Regions from separate parts of the Mus musculus genome. Here regions 2 and 3 are each linked to region 1. A link is a contact called in public capture Hi-C and promoter capture Hi-C data. All regions are on one chromosome and are shown on one strand. The core of a region is the stretch at or near the end of the contact, and the rest is flanking DNA. Distances in the headings are between cores, read along the strand shown. Region 1 holds the start of Rbpjl (recombination signal binding protein for immunoglobulin kappa J region-like). Region 2 holds the start of Wfdc3 (WAP four-disulfide core domain 3). Region 3 holds the start of Snx21 (sorting nexin family member 21).

The links. Promoter capture Hi-C pulls out the DNA fragments that hold promoters and counts their contacts. Capture Hi-C pulls out chosen DNA fragments and counts their contacts.
Region 2: a capture Hi-C map of embryonic stem cells shows a contact between it and region 1, with 2.7 times the contacts expected there. The contact joins the promoter of Wfdc3 here to the promoter of Rbpjl in region 1. A contact is called at or near these places in 6 of 39 promoter capture datasets (the C10 cell line, embryonic stem cells, hippocampal neurons and 3 more), 2 of 15 datasets of contacts at CTCF or cohesin (large pre-B cells and pro-B cells), 11 of 484 Hi-C or Micro-C datasets (the G1E-ER4 cell line, cardiomyocytes, cerebellum and 6 more), 2 of 115 datasets of contacts at active chromatin or transcription factors (pancreatic cancer cells and stem cell-derived neural progenitor cells) and 2 of 9 other capture datasets (embryonic stem cells and macrophages).
Region 3: a promoter capture Hi-C map of cranial neural crest shows a contact between it and region 1. The contact joins the promoter of Snx21 here to the promoter of Rbpjl in region 1. A contact is called at or near these places in 9 of 39 promoter capture datasets (the 3T3-L1 cell line, 3T3-L1-derived adipocytes, cranial neural crest and 4 more), 2 of 484 Hi-C or Micro-C datasets (palatal mesenchyme and pro-B cells), 1 of 115 datasets of contacts at active chromatin or transcription factors (large pre-B cells) and 1 of 9 other capture datasets (pancreatic islet).

The regions. Positions count from the first base shown.
Region 1 is chr2:164,400,946-164,404,694 of GRCm38.p6, forward strand. It overlaps Rbpjl (recombination signal binding protein for immunoglobulin kappa J region-like), which reads left to right and starts at 2,249. Exons shown (of 12, transcript NM_009036.1): 1 at 2,249-2,373; 2 at 3,514-3,616. The coding sequence starts at 2,352. It overlaps Matn4 (matrilin 4), which reads right to left. Exons shown (of 11, transcript NM_013592.4): 1 at 3,546-3,749; 2 at 897-1,017; 3 at 1-152. The coding sequence starts at 975.
Region 2 is chr2:164,741,915-164,745,678 of GRCm38.p6, forward strand. Wfdc3 (WAP four-disulfide core domain 3) reads right to left here and starts at 1,353. Exons shown (of 4, transcript NM_027961.1): 1 at 1,115-1,353. The coding sequence starts at 1,172.
Region 3 is chr2:164,784,327-164,788,084 of GRCm38.p6, forward strand. Snx21 (sorting nexin family member 21) reads left to right here and starts at 1,695. Exons shown (of 3, transcript NM_133924.3): 1 at 1,695-1,998; 2 at 2,372-2,529. The coding sequence starts at 1,740.

The DNA of each region.
Region 1 (3,749 bases), core at 999-3,498:
CACCCCAACGCGCGTGGCGTTCAGACCCACGTCCAGGCTGCGGAGGAGGCCCACTAGGAACTGCCTCATGGTCTCAAACTCGAAGGGGCGCACGCTGCGGGAGCTATCAATCATGAACACCAAATCCAGGGGCCCATTATAGCACCTAGGACCTGCGGGAAGATGGAGGAGGACTCTCACGGGTCAGCTAAAGCTGGTCTCTTAAAAAAAGCCGGAAGACCTGCTGTTATCTGAATGGAACAGTGCCCAGCATGTCTTTAACCTAACAAATTAGCCTTGGATACAGTTACTCATCCATCATTTGAGGAGACCTGAGCCAGGAAATCACACAAGGTTCCCCCACCCCACCCCCGCGCGCGCATGCAGTTCTGGGAGCTGTTCTGAGTCTGTGTTATGTATTGAGGAGTGAACAAAGAGATGTCGCTGTCTCAAATGCCTACATGAGCCAGCCAGACACCATAAATGAATGAACTGATTAGATTATATCTAGAACATCTCATCTCCTGTATCTCTGATAACTTGGATTGTCCCAGCAAGCAGGTCCCTGGTCTGTTTGTTTGGTTGGTTGGTTTTGTTCAAGAAAATTCTCAAATAGGGTTGTTTTTTAATGTGGAGTCTCCTGATTTTTCCATGGTTTCAATAAGCTTCAATAAAAGTCGACACCGAATGAACCCAAAACTATGCCACATACTACAATTGAGGAAACAGCGCCCGCCCGAGGGATGAAGTGGGAGGGATGAAGCCCGAATCCAGCCTGTGTTCTAAAGCCCGCCCCCCCCATACACACACCCATCCTTCCACCAGTGTGCCAACCCCTCCTGGCAACCCTGGCTCACTGTGGATAGAGAACGTTGCTGCTCCCTTCCTCCCATGGTGAGGGCTGGGATCCAACTCACCTGCAGACTGGAGCTGAGTTTCCCAGGACTGCAGGAAGAGCAGCAACAGAGAGAGTGGCCAGCAGCAGGGGCCTCTCATGGTGCTTGGAAGGATGACGAACCACAGTGTCACAGCCTGCAGCTAGAAAAGAAGGTCGCAAAGCAACAGTTTTGACGGTGCTTTTATTGCAGGGGATGAACACTCTGGCTTTGCGTATGTTCAAAATGTTTTGCCAGGCATAGCTGCACACTCGGGAGGCAAAGGCAGGCAGATCTCTGGGAGTTTGAGGACCAGTCTGTTCTTCATAGTGAGTTCCAGGCCACCCAGGGCTACATAGTGAGATTCTTTCTCAAAACAAAACAAAAAGGCTCATGATAATTTTTTGATGTCACCACACTGGGATTGCTGAAACTCACAGAGGAGCCTTTGTAAAAAATGGCATTTTACAGAACTACAGGGCACTAAGTTAATAAGAAGTAGATAAAAATACATAAAACTCAAAAGGAGATAAACGCTTGTATTAAAAAATTATATACATATGTGTGTATATATATATATACACACACACCATATATATGATATATATTACAGATCATACACATCATATATATTATATAGCATACACACCATATATGTGTGTGTGTGTTACATATATATACATGTATATGGTGTGTGCTCACACACTATGGCACACACGTGTGGAGGTCAGGGGGCAATTCGCTGAAGTCCGTTTTCTCCTTCCTCTGTGTGTGTCCCAGAATTAAACAGGACTGAACTCCGGTGGTCAGTCCCGACAGCAAGCACCTTTACCCACTGAGCCATCTTGCCAGTCCCCGAAAGAACCCCTTCCTAAATACCAGATATAGTGCTAAATGTGCTTTTCCGTTGTGGCATTGACCCTCTTTGTAGTTCCGACATTTAAGGCTGTTTTGGTTCGGTTCTCCCTATTCAGAAATAGGCTTTAAGAAATTAAATGCTGCTACCCAACGCCTTATAGCAGGAAAGTGGCTGCGGCCGAGATAGAGTCCTGTCTATCTGGTGTGTGAGTCAGCTAAGGTGCTCCACACTCTCTTCTTCTGCGGACAGAAATCATTCCCCATATTCCCCCAAACCCGTGCCACACGCCAAAGAGCAGCTCTTGGGGTCTGGGTTCTTAGTGGTAGGCCAGAGAGTGGAGTCCTGCACAAGACACGCCTCGGTGTCTGTTTCTCGCCTGCTCTTAGGAGAGGCCGCCAGGGGGCGCCTGCTGGGTCTGGCTTCTACTGCCGTGGGAAGCCTACATCTGCCCAGCAGGTGTCCCTGCCCAGAGCAAACAGGCCGCTGGGAGTCCCGGGACCTTGAAGATAAGGCTTGGACAGGATAAATCCAGTGTGAGGATCGGATCGGGGCTTAGATGTGTGAACGGTATCGAAGTCAGTGGCGGTAGATGTGCCCAGAGGGCAGCAAGAGAGCGGCCTGGGCCTCGATGAGCAGCCATGGACCCCAGGGAGACAACAGGTGAGCCCTCTCCTTCCTGTGTAGCCTAACTAGGTCCCTTGAGAACCACTAAGGGAACACACACACTGTACGGATGGAAAATGTGCTGCCCAATAAGACTACCCAGCTGGGCTCCAGGCACAGAACTAAACCTAGCTCTCACCCCCCTACACCCCACCCCTGTCTCTTCCTCCAGAGAAGCCTGGTTCCCTTGCACCTAAGAATCACTAAGCCTTTCTTCCGTTCCCCACCCCACCCCCACACGGCACACTGAGCCTGCTCTATCCATTTTTCTGTGGTTTCTTGGCAGAGCAGGCCATCGCCCCTTAACCCACGGCTGCCCCTCCCTCAACCCCCCAGTTCCTTGAATGAGCCCATTCTGAGCAAGGCCGGTGCGTGGCTCTGACTCCAGACCAGCTTCCTATCCGAGATTCTTCTCCCTTCTGGCTTTCCAGCGAGGGTAGAAGAACAAAAATCCTTCTGGCAGGGTCTGTGGTGGTAAGGTGACAAGCTAGCTAGATGTGCCAGTGGCTTGATGGTGGAGGTAGGAGGAAAGGCAAGCCTTTTCTAGAGTGGGCCAGAGCGGAGCCAGCACCCCAGGGCAAACATCTGAGTATAGCTCCACCGGGCCTTTGAAACTCAGGGTTGGCTCTTGACTAAGGGCTCCCTTAAGCTCCTCTTGGCTTAAGTCAACACGCACTTGATGTCGCTTGCACCTCAGGACTCTTAGAAAGTCAAAACAGCTGCCCTCTCAATTTCAGCTTTCCAAATCCGCTGTTCCACGGGGGGGGGGGGGGCGGTCTAGGGAGGGCAAAGAGAGTCATCATCGTTCAAAGGCTTGCTTTGAAGTAGTGGCCCATTAGAGTGAGCCCAGGTCTCCTGATAAGGATCCTTGCATTGAAGAGGAAATTTCTCGGACGCCCTTAGGATAGGGAAAGTGCATTCCCAAGGAAAGTGCGCTCCAAAGAGGTCTGAGTTCAAGAGCTAATCCGGAAAGGACACTTTGGGAAGGTGCCAGGCGTGGAGGGAGATTAGGGAAGGAGGACCTGCATTTTGTTGGCCTTGCCAGAGGGGGATCGGAAAAGGTACTGCAGGTTAGACGTGGACACGTAGGCTGTTAAGACTTGTCCCCCTACGGGTTTTACGCTGGCTTCCCTGCAGACCCCTCGTTGCCCCCGGGCCCTTTGACTCACCTGAGCCTGCCGGACAGCTCAGAGGTGCGGCTACAGAGCGACGGGCCCAGCCTCCTGGGGAGTTGGACCAGGTAACGGCGGCGGCGTGGGCAGGTTGCCCTAAGTGGGGAATGCCAGACAGCCAGGGCGAGCCCAAGCGGCAGCTGCATTTAACCTGGAGCGGGAGGGTGGGGAGGGGGAGCGCGGGCTGCGACCCCTCCCACT
Region 2 (3,764 bases), core at 103-2,602, 340 kb after region 1:
CCAGGTCTTCAGGTTTTTGATCAGGTAGGCAAGCACCTTCGCCTGCTGAGTGTCTCACCCACCCACCTTCCCAGGCTACAAGCATACTACAGTCCACAGCAAACAATATGGGCCATCAATGACAAGACAAAGAGTTGGGAAAAGGAATGGTTAGAGACCTCAGAGGGAGAAAGAGGCAACCCACACAGCCAGGGGTCTGGAGATGATCTAGCAGCTGAAAAACTCTCTGGTTCTCTCCATCTGAGAGATGGGGCCAAGGAACCCACTGGGATCCTGCCCATCATGACTATGTACCCTTAGGGAGGTCTGCTTAGCAGGCTCTACCACAGCCTGTACACTTCTGCCCAGCAGGACATGACCTACTGCTCTGGCACAAATCTTTGCATGGGTCCTGATCAGTAGGACACTGTTCTTCTTTAGCTGAAAGAGATTTCTTAGAAATTCAGATAATTGGGTAGGCCTCAAAAAAATGGGAATTGGAGGCTGAAGAAATGACTCAGCTGTTAACATCAAAACTATTTGATGTTCTTCCAGAGAACACAAATGTGGTGCCCAGCACCAATCTCTGGCATCTCACAACCATCTGTAGCCCCAGCTCAAGGGGACCCCACTCCCTCTTCTGGCCTCTGAACACACACACACACACACACACACACACACACACACACACACACACACACACTATACACAGAGAGAGACATATACATGAACAAATCTTTAAAAAAAAAACAATTAGGGAATGAGAGTCAACTGTACTCAAGGAACTCAGTATCTCCATGCATCCCTATGTAGACTATCTCTGCAACCTCCATCTCTTCCTGCCACACAGATACCAGCACACTACTACCACTACCACTACTAAAAGACAAATAAACCATGCGTGCTGCAGAGAAAGACAGACAGAGAAAAGGGGACTATTGCATGGTCCTGCCCTAGAAGATAACTTGTAAGTCTTAGTTCCTTGTTGCAAGACAACTGGTCCTCACTTTCCACCCAGTTTTTCCTACAGAGACGATCAGCTCCACAAATGAGGAACTTTAGAGGGGAGTTCTCCACTCCCCTGGTTAACTTTTCTATTAGTTTTTAGCCAAGGACCCCCCCAATGATAGCTCACCGTGCTCTCCTGCAGCTACCCAAGATGCCAGGAACCCAAGAGCAAGAAGTGCCTTCATGAGGAAGAGGTGTCTTAACGTCCTGCTGGCTATGAGAGTCAGGAGCTCAGTTCAGGGGAGAGGTAGCAGCAGAAGGAAGGACTAAGTAGCTCCTGTCAATCTAATCCCAGTGGTTTCTCTGAAGCAATTATCCCCTAAGAACAGCTTCTCCTGACAATGAGAACAGTGATTGGCTGCTGGCGTGTGGGAAATTTCCTGGCACTACCAAAGAGCACATGTGATGGGAGGGACCAAATGCTGCCGTGGGATATACCTAACACTCTTAGTCAAGTGATGAGGTCCCGTGGGAAGCTAGAAAAATGGAGAGGTAGCCTCTGGGTTAAAGGTCAAAGAGAGACCAAAAGGGCTTTGGAAGGACTCAGTTGCAGTCAAAATGACAGAGGGTGAACCAGACCAGTGGTTCTTGCTGGGTCCACACTGGGATTCTGAGAGAAAGGACCAGAGATAAGAAAAATAAACAGTCCAAAGCTGGGGGTGTGAAGGGTCAATGGCCGATGACTCAAGCCAGCAAGTTTATTAATGTCACCACTCTTTACATAGCCTCGGATGGAGAAGCAGAATACAAACCAGTAGGTTACAGGTAGTTACAGCAGAATTACAGGGAGCACTAGCTCCTCTTTTGCAAGGTATATTCTGGTACAGTAAGCAAAGCATTTCATGTCTCAAGGTCTGGAACATTTAACCACAGCTTACGTGGAAACCTGGCCTCAGCCCCCCAGAGCCCTGGCGCCAGTCCATTGCTGGCTTTGCCAAGAATGACCCTGATGGGAACAAAAGCTCAGTGTTCCTTGTTCCGTCCATGGGCTGGAGAGGGGCCTCTGCACCTAGTCCTCGACAGGGAGGAACTGGAAAGACAACTTAAGAAGAAAATAGCCGAGCTAATGATGTAACTTAAGCCTGACACCATGTCCAACTCCGGGAAGAGGAGCATCGGAGTGTTTCAGCATCAATATGAGAAAACAAAAGGGTTGCAGCTTGGTCCCTGTGGACCACATATGCCACTCTTAGACAAAATGAAAGATAGTCATCAAAATTAGAGAGGGCAGCTGCGATGACTCGGTCTTTCATGTCTCCTCTGTCACCTTCTCCCCTGCTTCTTTTTATTTGTATAGCACATGTCCTCCATTGGCTGTGATATCTAATAGTGTCCAGTGACACCGCTGAGCCCAGTAAGGTTAAGGGCAGAGTACAGGTAAAAACGTAACAACAAAAGACTATCTTCATATATCCAAAGCCAGGCATGGTAGTGTCTGCTTGCCATTCCAGTCTTGGGAAGGCAGAGAGAGACAGGTAGATTACACTGTCAGCTTGGGCCTAAATTGAAGCTCAGCCTAGAGCTACAGAGGAGGGTCTTGCCTAAGGGAAAACAAAAACAAAAAAGCCACCATTGTTTAAAGCAAGGAAGTGCCTTGTTAAAAGGTGGATGTTGGGGCTAGAAAGATGGCCCAGCAGTCATGGAGCATGTGTTGCTCTTGTAGAGGACCAGGGTTCAGTTCCCAGCACCCACAGGGAAATTTACAATTATCCATAACTTTATTTCCAAAGGATCCAATACCCTATTCTGACCTCTGCGGATACCAGGTACATAAATGATGTACATACATACATGCATACCAGCAAAACACTCATACACATAAGTAAACCTAAAAAAATAAAAGTGGACGTTGGAACATGGAACAAAACTGGCATTGTTGATTATCTAATATGTGTTTTATATGCAGTATTTTAATACATACAATAATATTTCAGAGGAAAAAGTCCTTAAGTGACGGTTGCTGGAAATTACTATTATATTAGAATAATTTAAGGAGTTACTTATACCAAAGTTTTAAGTGCTTTGCATAAAATAATCCAGCCCTAGTATCAACCATATGACGACTCTGGGGTCAATTTCCAACACGACATAAACCAAACGTGGACTGTGGCATGCCTGTGAACCGGCATTGTGGAGGTGGAGGCAGATCCTTAGTTACATGGTCCAGGCTGGAATACTTGAAACTGTGGACGAATGACCGTGCAATTAGTATGCAGGAGAATAGCGGTAAGCGATCCAGTCCCACAGCCAATGTTCTTAGCCTTTGGCTTTGAGACAGCTCTACACCACAGCTACTTCCTTCCTCGGTGTTGGGGTTATGTTATCACACCAGGCCCTATCCAACGTTAACGATCATATCACATCAGGTTGGAATCTAGATCTTTCCTAACACAAAATTCATATACGTTACACTACCTGCTTCTTGTGACCCGAGAAGAGTTATTTTATCACCCGTAACTGAATCCGAATTCTTTCACAGACAGCTTACCTCTCTGAGGTAGTGCTAAGAGGAGCTCTGGAGAACGCCACAGTTGTTAAACCTTTCATCCCCTACCTATCCCAGAATCAACCATCTAGGGGAGAGAAGGCCAGCTCTCTGCAACAGGACTAGTTCACAAGCCAAAACCCAACTTTCATTCTGATGCCTTTCGACACAAGCGGCAGCCCGCAAAGGCTAGTAGTATGGTGTTTAGGTGTTTGGGTATTTAGGGTGGCACCAACAACCCCTTCTTTTGTTGGCTTTCCCGGTTCCTGAGTCAGACTACTCCAATTCGGGG
Region 3 (3,758 bases), core at 445-2,944, 380 kb after region 1:
TGTGTTTGGGTTTTGTGTACATGTGTGCAGGAACTTTTGGAGGCCAGAAGAGGGCGCCTATAACTGCCAGTTTGGGTACTGAAAACCAAGCTCTGGTCTTCTACCAGAGTTCTTCTAAATACACACCCTTAACCACTAAACCATCTTTCCAGTCTCAGCCTTAGTTTCCTCATATTAAAAAAGAACCATCAAGGGGGGGGGGAGGGGCTGGAGAGATGGCTCAGTGGCTAAGAGCACTGACTGCTCTTCCATAGGTCCTAAGTTCAATTCCCAGCAACCATCTGTAATGGTCATCCAATGCCATTTTCTGCTGTGTCTGAAGACAGCGACAGTATAACCACATATATGAAATAAATAAATCGTTTAGAAAAATAATCATTACTGTAACTTCATCCTCTGAGACTGACATGTGACAGTGTATGAAATACTTACAAGACGCCATGAGTGCTAAAATCTGAGACCCTTCTGTTCAGTAAAGGCCAGGAAGGTCTTTCCGTTCATATCCTCCATCCCTCTCCCACGCCCTAAAAGGGGATAGGAGATACTTAATTTTGATACTGTCTGAGATAATTTTGAGGCAGGGTCTCTATTTAGTTCTGGACCTCAACAGTAAACCAGGCTGTTCTTGAACTCACAATGATCCTCCTACCTTTGCCTCCCGAGAGCCAGGGCTAGGATTAATGGCATGAGCCACAGGAGCACCACACCTGGCCTTTGAGATAACTTGTTTTATTGTCTAACTAGCCAAATCTGCCTGCTAGGTCTGACATGTAAGCCTTGGGACAGGGATCAGCAATCATTTTCCTGACTACTGCTACCCTGCAGTAAAAGATAAACTGCAGTTCTCCAAGAGAGTTATAGAGATTACCCAAGCAACCCCGCACGCGTGGGAAAATAAATCAGTTCAAGAGCTCCCACGCTAGAGATCTCTGACAAACTGGGCAACCTTGAACAAGTAACAGCCTCTCTGGATGTTTTCCTCTTTGACTACTTCCCCCAGGTTAAGTTCAAACGAAACTGGGAAGGGCTAGGTTTCTCACACAGGCACCGGACTGGGGTTTTTACAAGAGCTGAAAATTTAGTATGAGTGAAAATTTAGTATGAGTATTAGTATTCTTGTTTCATATGAGAAAACCTAGGCTGGACGAAACCGGATTTCAAGCTTCACTCAAGGGAGAGCCGAGCTCCCAAATGCCGCGAAATTACACTGTAAAGTTACATGGCACTGTATGGAGATTAGGGGTAAAGCTTGGGGCGGCCTCAGGAGACCAGGAGGGGTGGGCGAGTCCAAGAGGGGGCGCGGCCACCACGATCCGGCTGGGTTTCGGGGGAAGCCTTGGCCCGCCCGGCTGCCCTCCGCGTCCCTCCCGCAGGCAGCGGCTTGGGATTCTAACAGCTCCGGGAGAGGGAGCTGGCGGGGCGGAGGCGGAGCGGCGGCAGGAAGCAGCGAGGCGGCGCCGTGAGCTGCCTGGGCGGAGAGCCTCTTAAATCCGCCAGGCTGCTGCACCAAATCCCGGGAGCCCGCCCCGAACGCACTTGGGACGCGGTGGGTGGAGGCGCGTCCCGGCCTGCGGGAGGAACAGGGCAGAGGCCGGCCTCCCGCACGTCCCCAGCGGCCGCGGCCCGTGGGCGTGGCCTCTTGTGCCACGCCCCTGACACGCCCCCGGGTCCCTCTCCGGGCGGGGGTCCCCTCCCTCTTCAGCCCTGGACCCAGCGTGGCGCGCTCCCCCCTGGGTGCCATGGCCTCGCGGCTCCTACACCGGCTGCGACACGCCCTGGCCAGCGATGGCCCCGGGGAGGCGGCGGCGGGCCCAGAGGCCGAGCAGTTCCCTGAGAGCTCAGAGCTGGAGGACGATGACGCCGAGGGCCTGTCCTCCCGCCTCAGTGGCACCCTCAGCTTCACTAGTGCGGAGGATGACCCTGACGACGAAGACGAGGACGACGAGGCGGGCCTCGACTCGCCGCCCTCAGGAGACGGGGCATCGGGAGAAGACGCAGGCGAGTGCGGGAGGACAGACAGGAACCCCGGGGCTCGGTTAGGCCTCCCCGCTGGACGCGGTCCGAGGGCATCCTGAGTTTTCTCTCTGAAACTATTGACACTATAAGCTCTTCCAGACACGGTTTGGCTGTGTGACCTTGACTCACAACACTATGGGAATCACACCATCTCGGGTTTTTTGTAGATATTAAATGCACAGGACCAGGGAAACAAACGTGTGTGCTAGCTGCTTCGGGTGGAGGTTTAGCATCCACTGTAAGCCAGGCGCTGGGGTGAAGCACATCTCGCTTCTGTGAATGAGGTCATGGCATTTTGTTTACGTTAACTCTGGAGCTAGCCACCCCCATAATGACGGGTCATGTGCTTGTGCAGAACGAAGTCCCCCACCTGATGGACAACGGAGCAGTCAACTCCTGGCCCGCCAGCTGCAGGATTTCTGGAAAAAGTCTCGGAACACCCTAGTTCCACAGAGGCTGCTCTTTGAGGTGACCAGCGCCAATGTTGTCAAAGACCCTCCCTCCAAGTACGTGGTGAGTGAGGTTCCAGGAACCCTTGAGCAGCGAGTCTAGATGTCTAGCTGAGAGAAAGGAAATAGCACAGATTTTGGGGCGGGGGTCGTGGCCATGCAGTTATAAAAGGATGTCCTTATTTTACACCTGGGGGAACTGAGACCAGATGAGAAGATGGGTGTCAACTGAACACGTCCTCAGGCAAATGACTTAGTTTCTCTAAAACTGAGAATGTGGCCTTAGGAGTTGCCTCCTGTCCTAGTCTTGAGGTTACGAGAACTGATGTGTGTTTCTTTCTGTACCCTGTGGGTTTCTGTCAACCGCAGCAGGACACAGTATTGAGACCCAGTGGCATGGGTCAGGATTAAGGAAATGGGCTTTGGATCCAGACCAGTCTTGATTCACATCCCCTGTGTTTACCAGTGGCTTCCCCTTGGGTGGGTTCTGTGGCCTCAGTGGCCCCCAGTTTCCTCTTTTGAGCAATAGGCAATACATGGGATTATAATAGGAGGTAAATGAGGCCAGGCGCAGGGAAACCTTAGCATTGTCTGGCACTGTGATAGATTAAAACTGTAGCTGTATAGTGTCAAATTCCCCAATCTGAAATGCTTGAAAATCTGAAGCATTTGAGTGTCCACGTGAGGCCGCAAGTGGAAAATTCCACACCTAACTTCACTTGATATGTGTGCAAAATGTAGGCCCATTTAAAAAATATTGCACAGGGACTTGAAAGGCTGAAGCAATAAGACTGCCCCCAAGTTCAAGGCTAACTACGGCTACATATTTAGATCCTGTCTCAAAAAAAAAAAAAAAAAAAAAAAAAAAGCCAAACAACAAATTGGAATGTATCTCATTGATATAGCAGCTGCTTATAGTGCTGCAGACCTCTGAGCTTTATCCCAAACCCCGGAAATGATAGGGAATTGCCCGGAGCTGAGTGTGCTCATGCAGTTCGGAAGTAGAGCAAATGTGTCAGTTTAAGGGCAGTCCGGATACTAAGCGAGACCAGCTTGGGCTACGGAAAACCATGCCTGTCTCAAAACAAACAAAAGCCAAACTGCCTTCAGGCTGTGTCCATAAAGTGCATCAGAAATTCGAGTTTAGAAGATGTAATGAATGCTCGGTGGACCGGAGCGCTGGCTCGGTTCTGCATAAATGGGTGTGGTGGTGGCTCATACCTATGGGCCCAGCACTTGAAAGGGGAGTCGGGTCAGGGGTTCAAGATCACCCTCAGCTACAGAAGCTCAAAG